Linked DNA regions of Rattus norvegicus: region 2 is linked to region 1. A link is a contact called in public Hi-C data. All regions are on one chromosome and are shown on one strand. Each heading gives the region's core, a stretch centred on a gene start, on an enhancer-like site or on the middle of the called end of the contact. The rest is flanking DNA. Distances are from core to core; before and after follow the strand shown.

Region 1 (6,568 bases), core at 1,137-3,636:
GTGATCGTGGTTAATTGAGCAAATACTATCTTCTAGGTGTCAAGAAATATACTGGTTTATTACCCAGGCTGGCCACAAACTCCACTCTGGATGACCTTGAATTCCTAATCCTCTTGTCTCTGCATCCTGAGTGCTTGCATTGCAAGCATGTCGTACTATTTTATGTCACACTAGAGATGGAACGTAGGCCTTGGTGTAGTCTAGGCACGTGCTCTGCCAAGTGCCACAAAATACCTAATTTTTGCTAATAATTCATTAGAGAAATAATATATTCACATATTAATTATGTAGAAATATACAAAGAAATATATACATTTCCCTTTATAGAGACACAATGACAAATTACTTGAGGTTTTTGCTAATGGCAAATGCGAAAACATTTATTCTTTTCTTCTCAACTTTCTATTTTAAATAAGAACAGGGCAAAATGCTCGCTTTTGGAAGTTTGGTCCCAAGAACTTGATCTTTCCACAATTCCTACCACTACTTAACACCAATTGTCCACTTTCCAGAGAGGAGTTAAACGAATAATGGACAAGAGAAGCCCAACACTTTGACAGTCCCTTTTATTTGCATTTCATTCTATCTCTATCACCCTCAGTTCCCCGGGCAAGTTGCTTCCTCTCTTACAGCCTGCCTGTTCTTTTTCAGTCAGCAGCTAAAATAATCTGCCTGCTACATTGTTATGAAAGTAGAAAACTCTAGATGTTTACAGAGTCCACTCTTCAATCTCCTCTGGCCGCATAACTTCTGTAAAGGCTCATCTTTCCTAAGGCAAACAGGCAACCAGGGTCAAGGCTATGGCATTCCTTTGACGTAGGAAGACACAGAGGCAGGGACAGCTGAGTGAAGGGACATGGAATCCAATGACCCACCAAAATGGTGTCAGTGTAACTGCAGAGGCCAAGCAGAAGAGGTCAGGAATGCATCCCGCAAGATCCGTTCTGTGTTTCAACAATGCAGTAAACTCCCTTCTAGTGAACACGGGGAGAGAGGGGATGTGTTACCCGAGAGGTGACATCTAATGCACGCTCAAACAGGTCCAGGGCCCATGCAAAGGGCAGAAAGGCGGTCTCCCAAGTAGAGCATTAACTGGGAAACCACATGGGTCACCTGCTCCTGCCTACCCCCATCTCCTTCCTCCTAAGTAAAAAGAGAAGTAGATGAAGAAATGGGGAAGTCCAAGCTGCCCCAGCAGTACCAGTTTAGGGTCCTTATAACACTTGACTCACTGCCAGAGAGGCAAAGCCTCTGTCATAAAAAATGCTTAGCAAAGGCTTTCTGGAAACATCCCTCCAGAGCACAGAAAAGGAGAAGAAATGTTTTATAGTTCTCGATGTCTCCGAAATAATCCCAAGGATGCTTTTTAATATCCTACGTAGCTTCTTCCTATCACCTACCACTTGCAGGCACAAGCTTGGTACCTGCAATTACTTTTTAGTAGCAAGTAGGTCCCTGGTACTCGCCGACTCAGGTGCCATTTTGAAACCAGCACCTCTCTACCTGAATCGTCCACATGTGTTGCTGAAAACCTTTCCCTCAAAACCTAGCTCGCACTTCTGTTTCAATCCTGATAGTAAAGCTAAAGGATCTTGTGATCTTCGGGAATCCGTGGCTTTCATTAGAAATCACTTTTAATTGATGAAAATAAAACAGAAATGAACTTCCTTATTGTCAGTCAACAGCAAAAGTTGAATTTGATTTAATTTTTAAGGGGCAGGCTGTGCTCTCCATAAAGCTCCCAATTAGCTTACACCTAGCAAATGTTAGTTAACTCGATTGCTCACAGAAATTACAGCAAACAATATAGATGCTGCAATGCTAAAACTTTTCTTTTAAAAATCCACCCAGGGTTCCTTTATCACCCTCTCATATTAAGGGGGAAGACAAGCGAGGGAGACAAAGAGGGCCGGGTGGGGCGGGCGAATGCGGTCCACTGGTCTGAAAGCTGAGTCATAGGAATCAGACCCCACCAGCCCTTGTACGCGGGACACCGCACCCTATGATGCGGGCGTTGGCTGCAGACAAAGCCGGTTTCTAAGTAAAAAAATGTCTGTCCCCTTAGGTGCCACTCGGGACCTTAGTTATCACGCATTAATCCTTAAGAACAGGTTTGGGCGGCTATTGCAAAAGTTCAGGATAATAAAATAGACGTCAAATGGGGGAAGGGGCATTTTGAAGGCGTTTGTTCCGTTTCTAGTTCCGCCATCGATGTGGTTCAAGGGCCCTGGTGGATGGGGATGTGGGGGTTGGGGAGGGGGGGGGTCCGACAGGCCTCTGAACGCCCTTCCGGAGACGCGGCGTGAAGGAGTTAAGCGGGACAGCGGGTGACATCACCTCATTTGCATATGAGCGCGCATAAAACGGCGCTCGCCGCGCCCCTCCCGACAGTCGGCAGCGGCCTCTGAGCAGATCGTCTCTCCTTGTTCGCCCAGCTCGCTCAGGTGAGCCCCAGGGCCCCTTCCTTCTATCCTTCCCTGCCTCTCCGGCGGAGGCGCTTGCCTCATCCTTAAAGCGAAGTCCAAGGGGTACTTCCAGGCAAGGTTGTTTCGGGGGACCGGGGCAGGGGGTATCTGAGTAACGGGAAGGGAAATCGATGATAAGAAAAAGCCCCCCCCCAAAAAAAATCGGGCATTCTGCTGCGCAGCTTAGAGGGGAATTGGTTTTTTCTCCTCGACCCTCTCTCCGAAGTGTTTTCCTTTACTTAACTGGCTGTAATTAATCAGAAATAGAAAGATCCTTTGTTCAAACGCTCTGCATTCCCCTTAAACGCCTGATGGCTTCGAGGGCTGTTATCTGTGGCAGGTTTAACCTACCCGGCCGGCCTTTAGCGTGAAAATTGGGAAGCCCTTGCAGAGGAATGTATGCAAAGGCGGTCAAATGGCCCCTGCATGCAGATCAAGATGCGTTTGCGAGAAGTGGGGAGGCAGCTTTGTGTGCCGAGGCTGCATTGTTGGGCAGGAGGAGGAGAGGAAGCGAGTAGGGCGGTGGTCGGCAGCTGGCGGCGTCAGCTCCCTCGCCTTTGTGAGGAGGAGAAAGCTGGACCGCCTGGTATCTTTTGGGGAGCCAGCCCCGTTTTGCGACCTTGGCTCTATTTTAAGAGATTTTACTAGACTTTTTCCTCTTAAACTGGAAGTGGCTTCGTTCTATCCCAATTTTAATTTTTCAACACTACAATGTTAAGATTCCGCAATGATGAATTTTATTCTACGGAAATACCTTTGAGTATTTCCACCTTCACTCTTTGATTCTTCACTTTGAGAATATTAAGGGGGAAGATTTTTTTTTCCTATAGAAAGACTAAGGTCTTTAGCGAGGAGTCAACAAGGCAATAGGATTTTAGGCTTTGGGGTTTCGGGCGCGCGCGTTTGGGGTGCTTTCAGAACTGGGAGAGGCGAGGGTGGGTTCCTCTTTCTTAGCTTTGGTCTTCGTTTTGTACCTGCAGCTCCTTCCAGCAACCATGTCTGACAAACCCGATATGGCTGAGATCGAGAAATTCGATAAGTCGAAGTTGAAGAAGACAGAAACACAAGAGAAAAATCCTCTGCCTTCAAAAGAAAGTAAGCTGTTCGCCCTCGCCCATTTTCAGAGCCGGCTGGGCGGGAGCAGAGCGGGAGCTGCAGTCGGGAGGAGGAAGGGAGGGGCCGCGGGGAGGATGGGGGGTTCGGGGGAGGAGCCGACAGTTGATGATGATGAATATGGCCTGCAAAGGTTAATTAAAAACTGTTTTGCAGCCAACAAGCGCCGGGCTTCAGTGATTTAATAATGGAATATTTATTATTCTGTTATGCAAATACATTTATTGGGTAACTGCTTTGGTTGAGTATGTCTTGCTCAGCGTGGCTACTATGTATCCTTCTAGAAATTTTATAAGATGAAAAGAGATTTTTTTTAAATGAACATCGTGTCATTTTAGACGGTGCTCTAAGCCTCCATCTTTTTTTTTTCTTCCACAGCAATTGAACAAGAGAAGCAAGCTGGCGAATCGTAATGAGGCGAGCGCCGCCAATATGCACTGTACATTCCACGAGCATTGCCTTCTTATTTTACTTCTTTTAGCTGTTTAACTTCGTAAGATGCAAAGAGGTTGGATCAAGTTTAAATGACTGTGCTGCCCCTTTCACATCAAAGAATCAGAACTACTGACCAGGAAGGCCTCCCCCCGCCTCTCCCGCCCACCTGCTGGCCTGGCTGGCAGAGAGGGAAAAGAACTTGCATGTTGGTGAAGGAAAAAGCTGGGTGGGAGATGGTGGAATTGAGAGTAAAATAAAGATGTCTTGCAGGATATAAAATGCAGTTTAATCAGAGTGCCATTTTTTTTTGTTCAAACGATTTTAATTATTGGAATGCACAATTTTTTTAATATGCAAATAAAGTTTTAAAACCTGGCTGGCATGTCTGTTTGGTGTCTGGAAAGGGGTAGTTACATGGGTGATAAACCTTTGCAAAGCTGCCTGCCTCTTGGTCACTGGGACATAGAAGTGACAAACTACTTTGGCATCACAGCGCTGGGTTAGTCAAGGTATATGAAATACCTTGTCTATAGCAAAAGATTGGGAGGTCTCATGCAGATGGTGAATTCCTAATGGATTACATGAAAGATTTAATGAAAATATCTGAAGTTGGTATAGCTGCCACTGTTGGAAGAAGGGGACTGTGGAATGAAAGGGCGGGGGCAGGGCATGAAGGGCCAGCCTGAGGAACTTAAATGTAGTTAAAACCTTTTATGAGTTTTGGTAAGCCAACATTGAATGTATTGCATATCACTCAAAACAAAAGTTGGTGGTGCTTCGGAACATTAGCATTAGGTATCAAAATGAACTTGGCTAACCAACTATCTGGTATTGAATGAGCGGAATTTAGGGCAACCCTGAAAGGTAAAAATAAAGATCACATTTTAGTATTTGCTTTAGAAAGGAATTTAGAGTTTGTCCTCGTCTAGTGGCCAGTTTGCAAATCAAGCTCAATATTTAAACTCAGCTTTATAAAAGTCAAGTTTACCCTTAAATGATGATTTGAAGTTGCTGAAATCCTAATAAGGAACGCTTGGGCTTAAAGGACAAATGCAGGACAGGTGAAACCTGGGCCAGAAAACCATCGGCTGACCCAAAAGGCTTGAGTCCTCCCTAATCTTCAGTCATCAGAACTATGTATTTAATTGGTGGGTACAAGCAAAGCCCTTGTTCTGGCCAGGCCACAGTGTGTAGAATTAGAAGGAAAACAAGCTATCAATTTTAAACAATAAAATGAAGGTACTTGAAGCTCCTTGATGGATGGCCCTGTTCTGCACGAAGCTTGCCGATCTATTAAGCCAAATACAACAATATTTCAAGGTCACTAGCTCACTTACTGTCTCAGCACGGCTAAAACACACAAAGCAATGTCCCCAGGAGGAACTTTTCTTCTAAAAACGAGCTTGTGAAAATACCGGTTCGTAGGGTGGGTTGGGCATTACTAAACCCAGTTGATTTCCTTTGCTCAACACTTCCTTTGAGAAATGCACATGAAACCACGGACCTGTGGTTTAGACAATCAAGGAGACCATCAGTGAACGGGTCTTTATTTGCCTATCAGGGGTAGGATGCATGGACGTGTCGGCCACAGCTCATTCATCCTGTGGAGAGGAGACTGAGACAAAGGTTCTGGAGGTAGCAGTCCTCTAGCCTTAACATTTCTTTGCTCACCTACAAGGCCATTTAATGAAACTGTTCAAACCACAAAGAGAAAACAGACACATGCAAATTCTCGCTGTGTGCATTTCCTAAAGGATGAAAGATGGAAAAAAATTAGAAACGAAATCCACAAAATTCCAGGGTTCCTCAATTTAAAAAAGGATAGGGAAAGGGATGGTTCGGAAAGGTCCATGATGGAAAATATGGCCTTTCTGTCCCAGGGAGACCAAGACAAAATGTAGTGAGGACAAAAAGGCAGAGTTAGAAATCTAGGCCTGGGCTTATAGCTCTATTGGCTGAGTGCTTACCTAACAGGCATGAAGCCTGAGGTTTGATTCCTAGCATTGCATTAAACCTGGCATGGTGGTGGAGGCAGGAGGATCTTTCAAGGCCACTGTCAGCTGCACAGGGGATTTGAGGCCCAACTAGGGTACAAAGAACCCTTTCTCAAAGTAACAAAAATGAAAGGAACTTAAAAATGACTGAATGCTGCTGGCTCCTTAGTGTGAGAAATGGGTGCAAAGTCAAAAACAATTGCCCACATCATGAGATACTGGAATTTGGGTAAAATGCTACTTGAATAGAAGAGAGTCCTTTGCCGCTGTTTTGTTGTCGTTGTTGTGATCATGGTGGGCTATTCTTACTGTTATGATTTTTTAACTCTTTATTTGATGAAGCTTTCTGTATTCAGGAGAGACTCTTTCAGACAGGCTGAAGGTATTTAAGAATCAGCTTGGGAGTTTATGTTTCTGCTATCCGAGCAGAGCACTTACGGTTGCAGGTGTTTGCAGAGATGTTGAAGGAGAAAAGAAATGTATCATTAGTACTAGAGAAAGGATGTTTCAATTAGAGACTCTTGTTACCACAACTTTGACTAGTCTCCTCCCAGCAGGAAT
Region 2 (6,568 bases), core at 1,021-3,520, 890 kb after region 1:
TCCATATCTTAATCTCTACAACTTAATATGTTACAGTCCCTATGGATAGAATAGGTGTTTTTTAGCTGACCCCCAAATACAGAGATTAAAACAGACATGCAATTCTAGCACTGAGGAAGCTAAGGCAGGCAGATCCTAAGCTCAAAGCCAGCTAGGTTCCATGAAAAGAGCAAAATTAAATGAGAACTTAAGTGTACAAAATATGTAAGAAAAGCAAATGCCTCTGTAGGTTGTTACCATTGGGAACGAAGGGTTTCCAGCACTGGATATACACCAAAATAACAAAAGATGCAAATCTGCTTAATCCCCCCCCCCCATCACATACAAATCCTAACTTCTCAGCGCCGAGCCGGGCGGGGCAGGATGCAAATTAAAGACCGCATATTGGATATTAGAAAAATGCCTAGGCATTTCAATTCAAAAAAAGTCTTCAGGTCCTCAGAAATTATATAGCTTGGACCAACAACTCTACATCTATTGTTAAGTGACATTAAAGAAATCACAGTCACAGAAAGGTCCTACATGCTAAGAGGTAGGAGGTAATGGTACTCTTATTTTCAGAAACAGATAAAAGGATATCTTCTCGGGTATATTCATGAGACTAAACACCAACTTAAGTAGGTGTTACCTGGCTAGTTTTGGTCAGATACCATGTTGGGACCTTTTTCTGTACAGTAGCTTATTCAGTTTAAGTTAACAAAACCACTGTTACCACCACATCCAGGTTATTATTCACTTGTATTCTCTACTTACACTAAGAGCAGACCACATCAAATTTAACTTTTCTGCCCTGCAAAGGAAATGTAAACGGTATATTCTCGAGCACACTTGAGACCTATAGCCTGGGTGACAGAAAGAAGTCCTCAAAGAGAACAGACACACACTGTTCTTGTTCTTTATGGTATCCCCAGGGTCTAGCAGTGCTAGCGATCTAGGCAACACTCATTATTTGTTGAATTAAGGGGTGACCTATAGCTGACTTAAAATTAATACCCAGAAACATCTGAGTGTTCTATGCCAATTTATGGTCCAATGTTTGCACGGAGGTTTCCATCAGCTTGTGGATCAATACTTTTTTTTTTCTGGAGTGTTCTGTGGTGGATAAGTGTTCAGCATATTATTGAAGTACCATGTCTAGTAGAAAAGGGATTTATTTGACTGGGGATACCATAGTGTTTCTTGTGAGAAAAATCTACTTAGCTGGTATGGCTGCCAAAAAGAGATGGTGCTGAGAAACAGTGTAGTCAGCAATGAAAGGCTGTGATCTATTATTCATGTCCGGTATGGTTGCCAGGAGTTGGTGCTGAGAAACAGTGTGGTCAGCAGGGAATGGCTGTGATCAATTATTCATGTCTGGTTTGGGTTTGGGAAAGTGTAGTACATACACAAGGCCAAGTACTTTTTTAACTCCGAAACTTGATAGATTTACACTAAACTGCTCTAGAGGCCAAGCCCAGGGCTGTTATCTGAAGTTACCAGGAAGCTAAAATTCATATGGTGCGATGATGGTGGAAGACTACCAGTGCAAGAGTGGGAGGGCGAACTTAAAAATCCTTTGCAAGTTAAACATTTTAGGTTACAGGCAAACACAAGATAATACGCAAGCACCGCAGTTCAAAGCCATCCATTTTTATAGCAAATCTCTCTGCAGAAGAACCTTTAGAAACTGCCCTGTGCTCCTGACAGCTGTAATTCCATTTGTCACACAGATCAGCAAACACACAATGGGGGTTCTCTATAAAATTAAGTTCTGTGTTTCTCAACGAGATGAGCTTTTTGCATCTTTGAGAGAGCATCAGTCAAAGTCTGGAGACAAGTGAGTGCGGGGGTAGGATACTACTGACATTTAACGGAAACAGACCAAGGATGCGGTCAACCTATGATGCCCAGGACTGCTTTCTACAACAAACCTGTAAAGGGCAATGGCACTGCAGTGAAGATACACTGGGTTAACTGACTGACCCGGAGAACGCCAAGCCACCGAGCGCACTCTATCAACCAGGAGAACGGTGATTAGTCTGGCTCTGGTGTTCGGTCAGGGCGGGATAAGGGTCTAAGACCAATGTCCGCATCACGTGAGGCCTGCAATTCCCAGCGGACCCAGAGCCTCCGCCCCCTACTTCCCTCCAGATCTTACCTGTAGGGAGGAGCTGATAGTAGAATCACTCACCTCGCGAACCTGCGCTCCGGAGCTTCTGCTTGGAAACCCGGAGTCACTCCCCCGAGATCTGAGGCTCTGCTCTCGCGAGATGTGGATGGGACTTCCGGCCTAAGCTCGCGCATGCGTCGCAGCGCGCCAACCCTTGGCGTGTGCGGTTGGTCAGAGAGACGTTCGGCCAGCTGAGCGGGGCGGGGATCGGTGTAGGAACGAGCTGTGGAGCAGTGAAAACTGCTTACGGAGTGGCCGCTTCTGGTCCTTCGTTTCTCGTTTCCGTCTTTATTCCATCCAGAGTCCCTCCTGGGTCACGGCCCCACCCGCCCTTTCAAACTGGGAGGAAGTGCGCGTGTTTGACGAAATAATGGGCTGAATGATCAGCTCTCTTGTTCTTCCAGGTCCCTAGAGACAGAGGCTGGGCTCGGAGTTCAAGGGCTCCCTCTCCTCCTAAGACCTGTCCCGGGCAAGGAGTCCGACCGAGGAGGGGCGAGCTTGGGAGCAAGCAGATAACGATGGCTCAGGTAGTTTCACCTGCCTTTTGACAGGTGTTTTCAGAAAGGAACCGCTCTTTGTTTATGTTCGTTAAAGCTTCGTTAAGCATCTTAGTGCTTCCGGTGAGGTCACTGGTCTGATTTCTGAAAATCACGTCCCCCTTTGCCACTAGGTAACTCATCATTTTCTCTTTTCAGTCCACCATGCCCCACAAGTGTGATGATGTGTTGAGTCAAGATGAACTGCGCAAAAAGCTATACCAGACGTTTAAGGATCGGGGTATACTGGACACACTTAAGGTATCAAATTTAGGCATGATTGTGTGGTTACTTCCACAAGTGTAACCTTGAACAGCAGGCTTTTCCACATTTAAATTCATCCAGAGCTTAGCTTTCTTTTTCTTTTAATAAAAGATTTATTTTATTCATTATAAGTATATCGTGGCTGTCTTCAGAGGGCATCAGATCCCATTATGGTTGTGAGCCACCATGTGGTTGCTGGGAATTGAACTCAGGACCTCGGAAGAGCAGTTCAGTGCTCTTAACCACTGAGCCATCTCTCCAGCCCAGCTTTCTAAATACTGAACAATAGCTTAGTGAGTTACATTCTGAACATGTTGAGTTTCAGTTGTCCTTTTCAAAGAGCATATAATTGATTGATTGAACTGACATTAAGGTAGCACACAATGTGTTTATACATTATGAACACATTACCATAAAACTAAGCAGCTGTTAGAAAACTTGTTCAGTCTAGATTTGACCATGCTATGTATATGTAATGAGAGCAGGAGGGGGACTACTGTGGGGAAAGGACCGGACTGGAGAGGGTAATGGGAAGGTGCATGTGTGCAGAGTACAGCCACATACATGTCTGGAAACGTCAAAATGGTGCCCATTTGCTAACTAAACCATAACCCCATTAACATAGGTTTGCAGTTTTCAGAATTAATATGTGCTTTTAGAGTCTGTGTGATGACACTACATAGAAAATATGAAGGTACTCCTTAACCATGTAACAGTTTGAGAAGTGAAATTTGTTTTTAACCACAGTGGAATGTACCAGGTATATTGGCACAGGTCTTTAATCTCAGCACTTGAGAAACAGAGCCAGGCACATTTCTTGTGAGTTAGAAGGCAGCTGGGCCAAATAGCCAGTGCTAGGTCTGCTGAGACTTCGTAGTGATGCCCTGTCTCAGGAAAAGTAAATACAAATATTTTAGAGTGTGAATATTTAAAATGAATAGCAATTATGTATTAGCACATCTTAAGTTTGGGTAACAGCAAGAGATGGAGTTAGTTAATTCAATGTGTTTACTTACTTGTACCTTTTAGAATTGGAAATTAAGGAAAGGTGATCCTGATATCTCCCACTCTTAATTGTTTTATTAACTTCATAAAAATATTTATAAGACTTGTCTGGAAAATACAGAAAAGCAGAAGAAAGGAAATCATGTATTTTATAACTACAAACTGCTATAGGTGTGTATATCATTTTAAATTTTGTATGAGGAGCCTTTCCCTATTTCTTCAAGTTGCTTGCAATCCTTATTTTCAGTGGCCACAGATTCATCCTGGTCAGTCAGGTCATTTAGGTTGCTGTCTCCTAGTGAATGTGTAGCTTCTACTCAGGTCTCCATATCTTCTGTTTGTTGCACCTACCATTTCCTGCCTAGTCTAGAGAACTCCCCTTTCTGAATCCAAAGGCATGAGCATGCTTTGACCAGTTTGCAGTGTTCTTCTGCTTCCTTCCTGAGTACTGGGGTGTCAGGCCAGGGCCATTGTGCCTTTGGGTAAGAGCATTTTTAGCAGTGTGTCCATATGGCTATGGAGGGATTGTCCTTGTCTATTTCCCAAGCAGTTAGGGAATACTCGTTTCATTGTTGCCCTTTTAGCAGGGTAACACTGGAAAAGATATTACTGCTACATTTTCTGCGTCATTACTTTGATTATTGTACCTTTCTGTCTCTCTATACTTTTTCCATGAGAATGGTTACAGTGGTTGTGTTTTAAGTGTTCTTTCTATAAAATGATTGATCTTCTTTTCAATTTTTGTTGCAGCACTTCACCCTCTTTATTCTGCTTTAATCTGGCTGTACAAGTATTGATATCTAATATTAGATCAAGCCAAACTTTATAAATTCTCATGTCATTGAATGTACTCACTTTTGTGTGATTGTGCACATGTGTGTTCTGGCTCCTGTGTGTGCAGATGCATATGCATGTGTGTGTTGCTGTGTAGGGCAGAGGTCTACCTTAGGTATCTGTGAGCATCTATCTGCCTTGTGTTTTGAGACAGGGTTTCTGTCTCACTGTCCTAAGCTCACTGATTTGGCTAGGCTTGCTGGCTGTTGAGCTCCAGGTATCCTCCTGCCTCCACCGCCCGCCACCAGCCCCCACCTCAGCCCCAGTGCTGGAATTACAAGCACTATCATGCCTAGCTTTTTATGTGTATGGTAGGGATTGAACTCAGGATCTCATGTTTGCACAGAAAGTATTTTATCACCTGAGCCATCTCCTCAGCTTTCACATTTGAAATGTTAGAAAGGCTTGATCGTTTATGTTGGACTCTAACCCATTTATGATTCTGGATTTAACCACCTGGATTGACTATACTTTATTAATCTTTAATATCGACTATAGTTTATTAATCTTTAATATTGAACAATCTTTGCATTCTGGGCATGTCACACTCTAGATTAGACTTGATAGTCCTTCACATCTCAGTTTTATTTGGTCTTGACCAATGCATATCTTTATCTGTACCCTTTTGTGCAAGTCTTGTTCACAGCTTCAGCATGGCTGGTTATTCAGAACATTAGCCCAACGAATGAAAAGCAGAGCACAGTTTTATTTACTCAAATTTAGCTAATTTTACTTTCTTAGTTCAGTGACTGATATAGGTAATCAGTCTGATTTATGGATCTAGTGCTTAAATTTATATTCTTTATTATTTGAAATGAATTTGTATTTATAGTCAACTACAAAGACGTTTATGTATATAGTGCTTTTGTTTGCTTTGTGGTTTTTGCCATAATTTCTGTTGTTTTTGAAACAATGACTTACTATAGTGTCTTAAATTTAGGTGATCCTCCTGCCTCAACCTTCCTCGTGATAGGATTTTAGGCATCTTCTCCTACATTGAATTTAGGTATATATTAAATGAAACTTGTCAAATCATTTGTTTCTTTATTTTTGATCTACTTAAGACCATTTCTGAGATGTACTGGTTAAGATTGACAAATTTTTGTCTCCCACTAAGTTTGTGATAAATGTCCTTTTATGCTATATTTTTAAGGATTTTATTTATGTCTGCCCGAGTGTGTACACATGTGTAGTGTGTGTGCATATAGGTACATGGGGACCTGAACAAGCTGTCTGATCCCTCATGTTGGCAGCTGGCTTATTGCACAGGTACTAGGATGTAAACCCTAATCCTCACGATTATGTAGCATATACTCTTAACCACTTTTTTTGAGACAGGGTTTTTGTAGCCTGGACTGACGAACTGTGTATAGAGCCAAGGACTACCTTAGATTTCCCAGTTTATTTGAATCACTTGTTTAGTTGGTGCTGGAGATCACACCTGAGTCTTATTCATGAAAGGAAAAATACTCTACGAACTGAGATATATCTCTAGCCCTCAAGCTATTTAGGAACATCATATATCTGGGTAAGGGGCGCAGTTGCTCTAATATATGGTATGGGGCCAGATGTTGATGTCAGGTGTCTTCCTCAGTTGCATTTTACCTTACTGTTTTGAGACAGGGTTCCTCATTGAACCTGAAGCTCTCTAATTCAAGTGGACTAGCTGGACTGTCAGCCCCAGGGATCTTCTTGTCTTTACCTTCTCAGCCTGGGATAACAGTTGTTCTCCATTATGCCTGGCTTTTTATGTGGGTCTTGGGGATCAAATTCACATCTT

What was found. Hi-C and Micro-C count contacts between places; a contact is called where the count stands out from the background.
Region 2: a contact with region 1 is called in a Hi-C map of liver, with 4 times the contacts expected there. The contact joins the promoter of Ofd1 here to the promoter of Tmsb4x in region 1. A contact is called at or near these places in 2 of 12 Hi-C or Micro-C datasets (frontal cortex and liver) and 1 of 1 datasets of contacts at active chromatin or transcription factors (oligodendrocytes).

The regions. Positions count from the first base shown.
Region 1 is chrX:30,759,225-30,765,792 of GRCr8, forward strand. Tmsb4x (thymosin beta 4, X-linked) reads left to right here and starts at 2,387. Exons shown (of 3, transcript NM_031136.2): 1 at 2,387-2,444; 2 at 3,446-3,560; 3 at 3,957-4,388. The coding sequence starts at 3,461. The coding sequence ends at 3,991. LOC134484016 (a long non-coding RNA gene) reads left to right here. Exons shown (of 4, transcript XR_010061311.1): 4 at 1-1,189.
Region 2 is chrX:31,644,730-31,651,297 of GRCr8, forward strand. It overlaps Ofd1 (Ofd1 centriole and centriolar satellite protein), which reads left to right and starts at 2,271. Exons shown (of 23, transcript NM_001106961.1): 1 at 2,271-2,676; 2 at 2,845-2,946. The coding sequence starts at 2,668. Trappc2 (trafficking protein particle complex subunit 2) reads right to left here and starts at 2,184. Exons shown (of 6, transcript NM_001024965.1): 1 at 2,171-2,184.